Regions from separate parts of the Mus musculus genome. Here regions 1 and 3 are each linked to region 2. Evidence: chromatin contacts called from public HiChIP or PLAC-seq and promoter capture Hi-C data. All regions are on one chromosome and are shown on one strand. The core of a region is the stretch at or near the end of the contact, and the rest is flanking DNA. Distances in the headings are between cores, read along the strand shown.

What was found. Promoter capture Hi-C pulls out the DNA fragments that hold promoters and counts their contacts. HiChIP or PLAC-seq counts read pairs in DNA pulled down with a chosen protein or histone mark.
Region 1: a contact with region 2 is called in an SMC1A HiChIP or PLAC-seq map of large pre-B cells, with 7 times the contacts expected there. The contact joins the enhancer-like site here to the promoter of Pkd2l1 in region 2. A contact is called at or near these places in 16 of 39 promoter capture datasets (the 3T3-L1 cell line, the C10 cell line, the HPC-7 cell line and 10 more), 5 of 15 datasets of contacts at CTCF or cohesin (the NIH/3T3 cell line, embryonic stem cells, large pre-B cells and 2 more), 8 of 484 Hi-C or Micro-C datasets (the C10 cell line, the G1E-ER4 cell line, cerebral cortex and 3 more) and 2 of 9 other capture datasets (liver and pancreatic islet).
Region 3: a promoter capture Hi-C map of 3T3-L1-derived adipocytes shows a contact between it and region 2, with 2.3 times the contacts expected there. The contact joins the enhancer-like site here to the promoter of Pkd2l1 in region 2. A contact is called at or near these places in 18 of 39 promoter capture datasets (the 3T3-L1 cell line, 3T3-L1-derived adipocytes, the C10 cell line and 13 more), 1 of 15 datasets of contacts at CTCF or cohesin (large pre-B cells), 2 of 484 Hi-C or Micro-C datasets (embryonic stem cells and liver), 2 of 115 datasets of contacts at active chromatin or transcription factors (T-cell acute lymphoblastic leukemia and large pre-B cells) and 4 of 9 other capture datasets (embryonic stem cells, liver, macrophages and 1 more).

Annotation. Positions count from the first base shown.
Region 1 is chr19:44,473,084-44,475,783 of GRCm38.p6, reverse strand. No RefSeq gene overlaps it. Among named protein-coding and RNA genes, the nearest start is that of Wnt8b, 19 kb to the left of the region's middle. Within about 2 kb of position 1,448, at least 25 of the 459 cell types and tissues checked have an H3K27ac peak or open chromatin away from gene starts, as enhancers often do.
Region 2 is chr19:44,190,949-44,193,789 of GRCm38.p6, reverse strand. Pkd2l1 (polycystic kidney disease 2-like 1) reads left to right here and starts at 1,348. Exons shown (of 15, transcript NM_181422.3): 1 at 1,348-1,750; 2 at 2,256-2,369. The coding sequence starts at 1,516.
Region 3 is chr19:44,455,888-44,458,955 of GRCm38.p6, reverse strand. It overlaps Gm35406 (a long non-coding RNA gene), which reads right to left. Exons shown (of 3, transcript XR_386738.2): 2 at 1,589-1,695; 3 at 473-643. Among named protein-coding and RNA genes, the nearest start is that of Gm35406, 3.8 kb to the right of the region's middle. Within about 2 kb of position 1,310, at least 59 of the 459 cell types and tissues checked have an H3K27ac peak or open chromatin away from gene starts, as enhancers often do. A contact at or near this core is called in 3T3-L1-derived adipocytes, T-cell acute lymphoblastic leukemia and liver, where this site is marked.

The DNA of each region.
Region 1 (2,700 bases), core at 199-2,698, 280 kb before region 2:
GAAGTAAGATGCGGAAAGAGAGCCGACTCAAGGATAAAAGAAGTAGGATAGATTGTTTCACAACTACACAGATATATAGCACTTAAAATGGCTAAGGTGATACAAAGGACATTGTGTTTTTTTATGAAGAAAAGAAAGACGCAGAAGTTGAGGAATTGTGTGGTAACATTGGGCTGTTCTGTTAGCAACTGCAGGCTGGAGGGAAGAAGGCCATAGTTGTGAGTTTTCCCGTATATTACAGGAACAAGTGCAGACCATTTGGCTTAAGTCCTGCTATGGAAAAGTGCCTAGTGACCCTGTGCGCTTGTCCAAGAGCCTTGAGTCTCCAGAGGTCGGACACTTCTTGGCTTTCTTTTCTTCATGGGATGTTGGTGCTGAGGCCAAGCAGCTGTCTTCAGAACAGGGCATAAAACCCCATGCGCATTGTGGGTTCACGGGAGTGGAGGGCATTGAAGAGAGCAGCATTGAAGAGATAGCAGTAAGGCTGTTCTCACTGCTGGGAAGAGCTGACACTTGCTAGACACCATGGGCAGCCTGGGTGCTCAGTAGAGACCAGGATCACATTTAAGGCTTACAGCAGCCTCGGAGGCAGGCAGGTGACTGTCTCCGTTTGCTGTCAGGAACAGGAAACATTAGGAGACATTTTAAATCATCCCACAGCGAGGAAAATGTTAATTCAGGACACAAACCCAGATCTGACTGATGCTGAGGACAGCCAGGTCCTGTCCTGTTTCCCTCCCTAGGACGCTCTCAGTACACTGAAGAAAGGGGACACTGCAGCTTGGTTCTTGGAATCCATGACAAGGTGGGTCACAGGGCCACTCACTAAATGGGCTTCAGGAAACTGAGCAGGCTGCCCTGGGCATGCAGATCCCTAGAGCATACAGCAGAATTCTGTTCATTGTTACTGAACTAAGAAAAGGGAGTTCACGGAGTCCCACAAGGGCCAAGCCCCTTAAGATTGCCTCTGCTCTCTTATTTCTTTGTAAACCACACAACAACAACATCTGGTGAGATCTGAGGGAATGGTGACCGAATGTCTCCCCACATTTAGGAGTCAGACTTTCCTGGGAAGCAATCTGGAAGTCTGTAAGAGATTTCCCTTGGCGATTGTGTTGGAAGCCAGGTTTGGGAACTTTTGGAAGCATCCCAAGAAAGGGGTGTTGAGAGTTGGGGTGGCTTTCCTCATGGAAAGGACCAGATGAGGAGGATTCTAAGGAAAGCCAGTGGACATAAATAGCCTGCCAGCTTCTTTCTGTGATCTCCCCCTTTTCCTACCTCCCTGTTTATGCCTTTTTATGCCTGGTTCCTGCAGTCATGAAGTTTTCCTGCCCCTTGCAGGGAGGACAGTAACACTCGGAACAGCAGCGCCGCACAGTGGAAAGGAACAAACACTACAGCGCCAAGCACGTCGCAGGATGGCACTTTAGTAGATCCAGAGGCTGCAGGTGCCCACGTGTCCTGCAGGGGGCAGCACGTCCCTACATGTCTACGTAGGGACTGTCTGGAGGTCATGGGTGCCTGAGGAGAACTCCATGGAAAGGACATGGGGTTGGAGATCTGTGTCTGAAACCTCAGTCATCCACGTTGTGAAACTAGAATAAACTGGAAGAGACTAAGTGCTGAGGCGGGAGCTAGCCTTGTCTTGAAGTTGAACTTAATTGACTGTCATGGTTGGTGTTCTGGGTGGCTTTCTAAATACAAGTCTGACAGACACTTCTTCGAGAGAATTCTTTTTTAATATGTACATGGGTCAGACATTACTTGACACATTAGGCTTCTCTTTTAGTGATATTTCAACACTGTGACAGGTAGGTTTGTGTTGGTAGGACAGTGTTGGGTCACAATAGTACTGGTTTTGTTGTTTTGTTGTTGTTGAGGGTATTTGTCTAAGGCTTATTATTGCCTTTATTGATTTGTATGTGTGTGAAGACACATTTGCTTATGAGTACCAAGTGCATGCATGTGCCCACAGAAGCCAGAATGCTCACATACCCTGGGACTAGAGTTACAGTTGTAGCTGCTTATGAGTGTGGGAACGGAACACCATTCGTCTTCAAGAGCAGTAATACACTTAACCATTGGGCCATCTCTCCAGCTCCAGTAAGGTTTCTCTCCTCTCCCCCTCTCCCTCCTTAATGTAGCTCTGGCGGTCCCAGGGACTTACTATGTAGACCAGGCTAGCCTTGAACTCTGAGACACACCTACCTCTGCTGGAATTAAAGGCAAGCACCACCACATCTGGTTTAATTACACATGTTTTAATTGGTCCCCACCTGGTAAAATTCTTTCCTCTCCCATTTTACATTTCTGATGGTTGCTCCTGGACACACTCTTATCAATGGCACGATTAGTGACTCAGCGAAATCAATACACCCAGAATGACTATATAATAGAGAATATATAAATGTCTACTCAACTACTTGGTTGGGTTTTTTTTAATTAATTAAAGACACTTCAATGCTGCATAGTATTTGTATATCTTTATACAGCACAACTGGTAATTTATGGCAGTTCAATGCATACAATGTATAATAATCAATCGGGATAGTAAACATTTCCTTCTCTTCAAACATGAGTTATCCTTTAAAGTTATTATTAAATTACTTTATTTACTCTGTGAGTGTGTGTGTGGGCAGTGTAATAGGCATGGCACATACGTAGAGATCAGAGGATAATGTGGGAGTTGGTTCTCTCCTT
Region 2 (2,841 bases), core at 99-2,598:
TTGTCCTTCTAGGGAGGGTCAGACCATGGAGAGAGTCAATCCTTTCCAGTGTCCTGGCCTTGGCCAAGAAATTCATGTCACAGGTTCAGGGAGCATGACCTTTCTTCCCTGTCTTAGGATTTAGGAAACATGGCTTAATCAGGGGGTGGAGCTTAAACCAGGTTAAGTTCTTCCTCTGGGAGTACTTGAGGCTGGAGATCTCCTCCAGGCTGCTATGCTTTGCTGAACTTGAAGGCAGACTTGAAGCCAATGTGGCTAAAGTAACTGTAGGCAAAGATCCTTGGTTAGAAGAGTCCCCTGCAGCACCTTGGATGAACAACTACCAACATTTCAGCAGGAGCACTATTCTGGGCCACAGCTCTTGCTTACAGGGAAACCTGGGCAAATGAGCAAAGGCCAGAGCTGGGCACAAGCAGTACTGTGACCAGAGGTCCACGCCAAGTCTCCATTCAGGAAAGCGAGCAAGACGGGATGCTGCTGGTCCCAAGAGCTCTCGGACTCAGTTTATGCTGAAGCTTACAGTTCTAGTGCTAAGTCACGTCCCAGGAAAAGATTGACCAGATCATCTGGTACAGACAGATGTCACCTCACCCTTGCCCTAGGCCCCGAGTTATGCCTTCCCTACCCAGCCCCACATGCTCAAGAGGTCCATCTCTAAGGGTGTGTGTCACCATTAAGCCATGAAGCCAAACGTCAGGGAAAGAAAGCCAGCCTGGAACTCTGCATTCCTTTTCTTGTCACCAGCAGAGACCCTATCTCTTAAGATCTGACAGCCTGATTGCCTTCACCTGTGTCTTTCACTGACCTCTAAGGGAAGGGCACACTGGGAGCCTCCTTCTCCAGTCACCAGGGGACAGCTGAAGGAGGCACACTGAAGGGCCTGGGAGACTACTGATAGAGCTGTCAAGGAACACATCCCTGGGCTTGGTCCTCACCCTAATCCATGGTAGTCCCTTTAAGCCTTTTTTTTTTTTAAGTGGTATCAGCTCACACCCACCACAGAGCTCTGCAACCCTTTCTTCTCCTAGCTTCTCTACTGCTCCCTCCCTCCTCCCCCGTTGTCCCTGCCCTTTGACCAACTCAACAGTTGGAGATTTGAACATCCTACTCCGGGTTCTATCTGGCCCTAGCACACCCCCCTGCTCCCCTCCCCCATCCTTCTAGTCTGTCTGCATAACATCCTCACACCCCTTTCTTTTCTCAATTCCAGTTCCCCTTATAGTTCCATTCCTTTTGTGTCAGAGAGAGAGAGAGAGAGAGAGAGAGAGAGAGAGAGAGAGAGAAAAGAGAGAGAGAGAGCTCATTGAAGGATTGATGACCATCTGCATCCTTCCTGCTCCCTCTCCTATGTGAGCTCAGCTCCCCCACCCAGACAGGAGGCCGAGGTTGAAAGGATCAGCTGCTCTTAGACAATACTGCCTGGGCTCTCTGCTACCAGTGTCAGTCTGGGTCTTTGTCCCTGTGTCTCCTGTGAGAGTGGGCACCTGTGGTGGCAGGTTTCTACCTCCTGTCCCCATGAATAGTATGGAAAGCCCCAAGAATCAGGAGCTACAAACCCTGGGGAACAGAGCCTGGGACAATCCTGCCTACAGCGACCCTCCTTCCCCGAACAGGACGCTGAGGATCTGCACTGTCTCCAGTGTGGCTCTCCCTGAGACTCAACCCAAAAAGCCAGAAGTCAGATGCCAGGAGAAGACACAGAGAACCCTGGTGTCCAGCTGCTGTCTCCATATCTGTCGGAGCATCAGAGGTACGGGGCACAAGGAGAGGTTTTCCTGGAGAGTTAGAGTCAGAGAAGGGACGACCTTAGGTTTGAGAGGGGGACAAAAGTGACCCAAAGAAGAAACCTTGGTGTCTTTGATTAGCTGGTGTTAGGATTGCTTGCCCCAGGACAGACGCCTGGCTCCTGGTCTGCCAGAAAGCTCACTTAGCACAGTCATTACCTTGGAATCCAGGAGTTGTGGGAGAGCGTGGTTCATGGAACACTGAAGTGAGGAGGCTCTAGACCACCCCACCTGAAACAGATGCCTGCCCTGTTCACAGCCTCACTCTGACCCAGTAACCTCACCCTGTCTCTCACAGAGACTTTGTAGGAGGGCAGGCAGGCAGGCAGGGAGGCAGGGGTGTGGGTGTCAGGTCCCGGGGGTTACAGGATGGGTGAGGAAGGACCAGTGGAGATGGGGTAGGGACAGGGAGGGCTGGATAACTAAAATGATGTGCTGTTGGGGACTCAGAGCTTCTTTCTACGCCCGTAGGACTGTGGGGGACAACGCTGACTGAGAACACAGCCGAGAACAGGGAGCTTTATGTCAAGACCACCCTGAGGGAGCTTGTGGTATACATAGTGTTCCTCGTGGACATCTGTCTGTGTGAGTAGCCGCTGCCTGTGACCATCTGCCTGTAAGAGGCACGAGTGTGTAAAATGTCTGTACCTCCCAGGCAGTATTCATCTGTGTTAGGCAAGCGGATCCTGGGAATTTTGTGTAAATACCAATAAGCAACTCCTATGGCTTCTCACACTGAGTTCAATGGAGGAATCCCAGTGGGTGGAAATATTGTTAATAAAAGGAGATTCGTCTGAGATTACTAGGTAACCTGATTTTCACATCCAAGTGCCTACTACTGAGCCAGCAGCCACCGTATTGTGTTGACCGGTGGAAATGTTGAACCCTTTGTAAAGGGTAGAGGGTCCCCTCTTTTATTTAGTGGGTTTTGTGTGATTGGTTACTGTGTAACACATGATCCGTGTTTCTTAGGGCCAGAAAGAAAATGATTCAGGCTTCGGAGAGTTTCTGAGAAGAGGGTTTGGGGTTCAATAGTGTGGGACACTATCTGGGGAGC
Region 3 (3,068 bases), core at 61-2,560, 270 kb before region 2:
TTGGCACGGGGTTGATTCAGCTCTGGGAACAGCTAGCTTCTGCCAAGCTTCTACTTCTGAGCCAGACGTCGTGACTGGAGATGGCCTGACCTGATTCGAGGGCCACCAGTCCCTTCCATACTTCGGAATGGGCATGTCACCACCTCAACTCTGTGCGGATTGGGCCTCATGGTTCTTGTGCGTGATCGTCCCCTTGGCTCACCTCGAGCTACAGAAACCAAGGTGTTGAATTCAACTTACCAAACCTTGGCTCTGCCTAGTTGGCCAAAGTTGGTATTTTTTTGAAAGGTGAATATGAAGCCACCCTGAGTCTGTCTGTCCCTCCATTTCCTCTATCTTGTTTTGTCTTCCTCCTTCCCTCTAAGCCAGGAAGGTACAGGAAAACCAAACCAAAATGAAACAAAACTGGTAAATGGACATTTCTTCCATCCTGGGTAAATAAAGAAGGCATGATTTATACGAAGGAAGCAGATTGATATACCCGGAGCTGGGGCCTCTGCGGTCAGGTCACCTTGTTTCTAAGGGGGTCTGTGTCCTTTCACAAGTCCAGAGGTTTCTCTGAGCGCTTTCTTTGTCATTGGTAACCAGGCTGAGTGGACAACCCTCTGATCTTTGATCTTGCAGCCTTGACTCTCGGCATGGGCTGAATGAAGAAGGCAAAGTACACACTGTCATGCGAACATGTTTTAGTCATGAGAAACAGCAAGGAAGCTTCTCACTATGCAGAGAGAAGGCTAGGTCACACAGGGCACCCACCACGGACCCATCTCTGTCCTCATAGAACTCCTGGGCACTGCAATGACAAGGAAGCAGCCCAGGAACTTTTGGCTGTGGCCAAGACTGACTCAATTTTAAAGACGATTGTCATGACCAAGGTGACTGAGGAACAGTCGTCACCAGAAGAGTCCTTTAAGTTCTGAAAGTACTATGAGAGTTTGGGAGTATGGGTGTTCAGATGAACATGGGAAGGACTTCACTGTTACCGGTCCCTGTTGAAATTCTGTCACAGCCCAGTCTGGCCAAGATCTCATTGGACACTTGGTCTTAACTTGAACATATGTCACTTGTGGTCACACGGGGGTTACAAACACAGGGTTTTCCAAAAAAAAAAAAAAAAAAAAAAAAAGCTGTTTTCTTTGGCTGCATGCAAGAGATTGGAAAGCAAGACTTTCACAGACATAGAAAGAGGATTAACCAATACTAAGTGACTCATGATACCAGACTGGTGAGAAAGAGACACTCTAGACACCTGAGGCTAAGATCTTGAAGGGACACCTCAGTGGTTACACAGAGCAAGGGAGGGTGACAGGGCCAGGGGTGACAGGGCCAGCAGGAGAACAGAGAGAAGTGAGAACAAAGAGCTCTGACAGAAGCCCAGGTCTCACAGGAACTGAGCAAGGGCTGGGGCGAGGCTCCCTCAGCAGCTCCAGCTGCAGTTCTGCCCCACCCCTACCCCACCCCCACCCTGTCCCCAGGGAGTCTCAGAGCCTGCACCAGCTGCAGGGGCCCTCACCCTTGGCATTCCAGTGTCCTGAGCAGCTTCACTTTCTCCCTCTCAGTCAGGGGCTGAGGGAAGTGTCTGCCTCACCTTCAACTCTGCTCCTCATCCTGAGAGAGAAAAGGCAGCTCCTGCAGGGTCCCTCTGGCTCTCCTGGAAACTAAGTGCACAGTTGTAAAGGAGCCGCCCTGTGAACTCTGGAGAGAGAAACACTGTAACAGCTAAGCACAGGGATCCATGAGAATCTCTGCTTCCTGCTCCACAGGGTGGCCCTATGCTGGATGCAAGTGAAACTTCCCCAGGGAGGAGGTCAGAGCATCCTTGCAGGGATGCAAATGCTGGCCTGGCTCCTCCTCAGGGAAGGAGCATCACCCTGAGGGGCTCTGTGTACCCACCTGGCAACAGATATTGATTCCAAGCCCAGCCTGCACACCTGCGTTGATCCAGGGGACGACAGACTCTGGCACGCCTTTGTGTCTGTCCCATGCTAGCCTTGAACGTGGGAGGGATGGGGGCATTATACGGGACATGGACAAGCCAATCCAGAGAGGTTTCCATGGCGGTTGCCATAGCTTTCGGATCTTGTCCTTACAGATGAGGACAGGTGGTGTGTATACCTGCTATGGGAACACAAGCCTGCTCTGTGCAGACCTGGAGTTAAGAGTGCATCCCATAAAACCCTGGGGCAGAAGCCATGGCCCTGCTCTCGAATGGGCTAGGAGCTGAACTTTGATGATGTGCCGCAGGATAGCAGCTCAGCAGCCACCCCTGGGTATAATGAAGATCTCTACAGACACTCTCAACAGCATCCCCCAAATCAAAGAACAGCTGAGCCACTTCTGTAAGCTTAACTTTTTTGTTTGTTCAGTTGTTTCTTTTTCGAAAACATGGTTTTCTCTGTGTAGCCCTGGTTGTTCTGGAACTTGCTCTATAGACCAAGCTGGCCTTGAACTCAGAGATCTGCCTGCCTCTGCCTCCCCTCTGTCTCCCAAGCGCTGAGATAAAGGAGTGTACCACCACCACCCAGCTATAAGATAGCTTCACTTTAAAAAACTTCAGCCTCAATGCAGTTTTCCAATCTTACTGTATATGTTACAAAGCTCAACTCGCTGTTCAAGAGAAGAAGGCTCACTCTGCACTGGAGAATCTACGGGAATAAGTCAGCAGCTTCCATGGCCCAAATTGCCTCCTACCCCATTACCCCATCGCTAAAGCAGACCTGCAGGGAATGGCTAGGTGAACACGGAATAACATGGATAGAGTTTTGGAAACGAGAAATTGGCATGTCTGAAGCAAAAAGCAGAATACAAGGCCAAGTTCCATGGGTAGGTCATATCTTAAATACTGCATGAAATGATTATTGGATCAAGGAGTTAGGGAAGAGGACTTGGCAAAAGGCTGTTTGGTTCTGTGTTTTTATCACACTGGCAACGGTGAACAGCAGTCCTTCCCAAATTAGCAAAGCCTGAATATATTTGAAGACTGTGGGAGCCTGAGAGGCAAAAATGCAGTCAGAGAGACAAAAATGCAGCCATCTCTGTTTTTTTTTTTTTTAAGATTTATTTTAAAT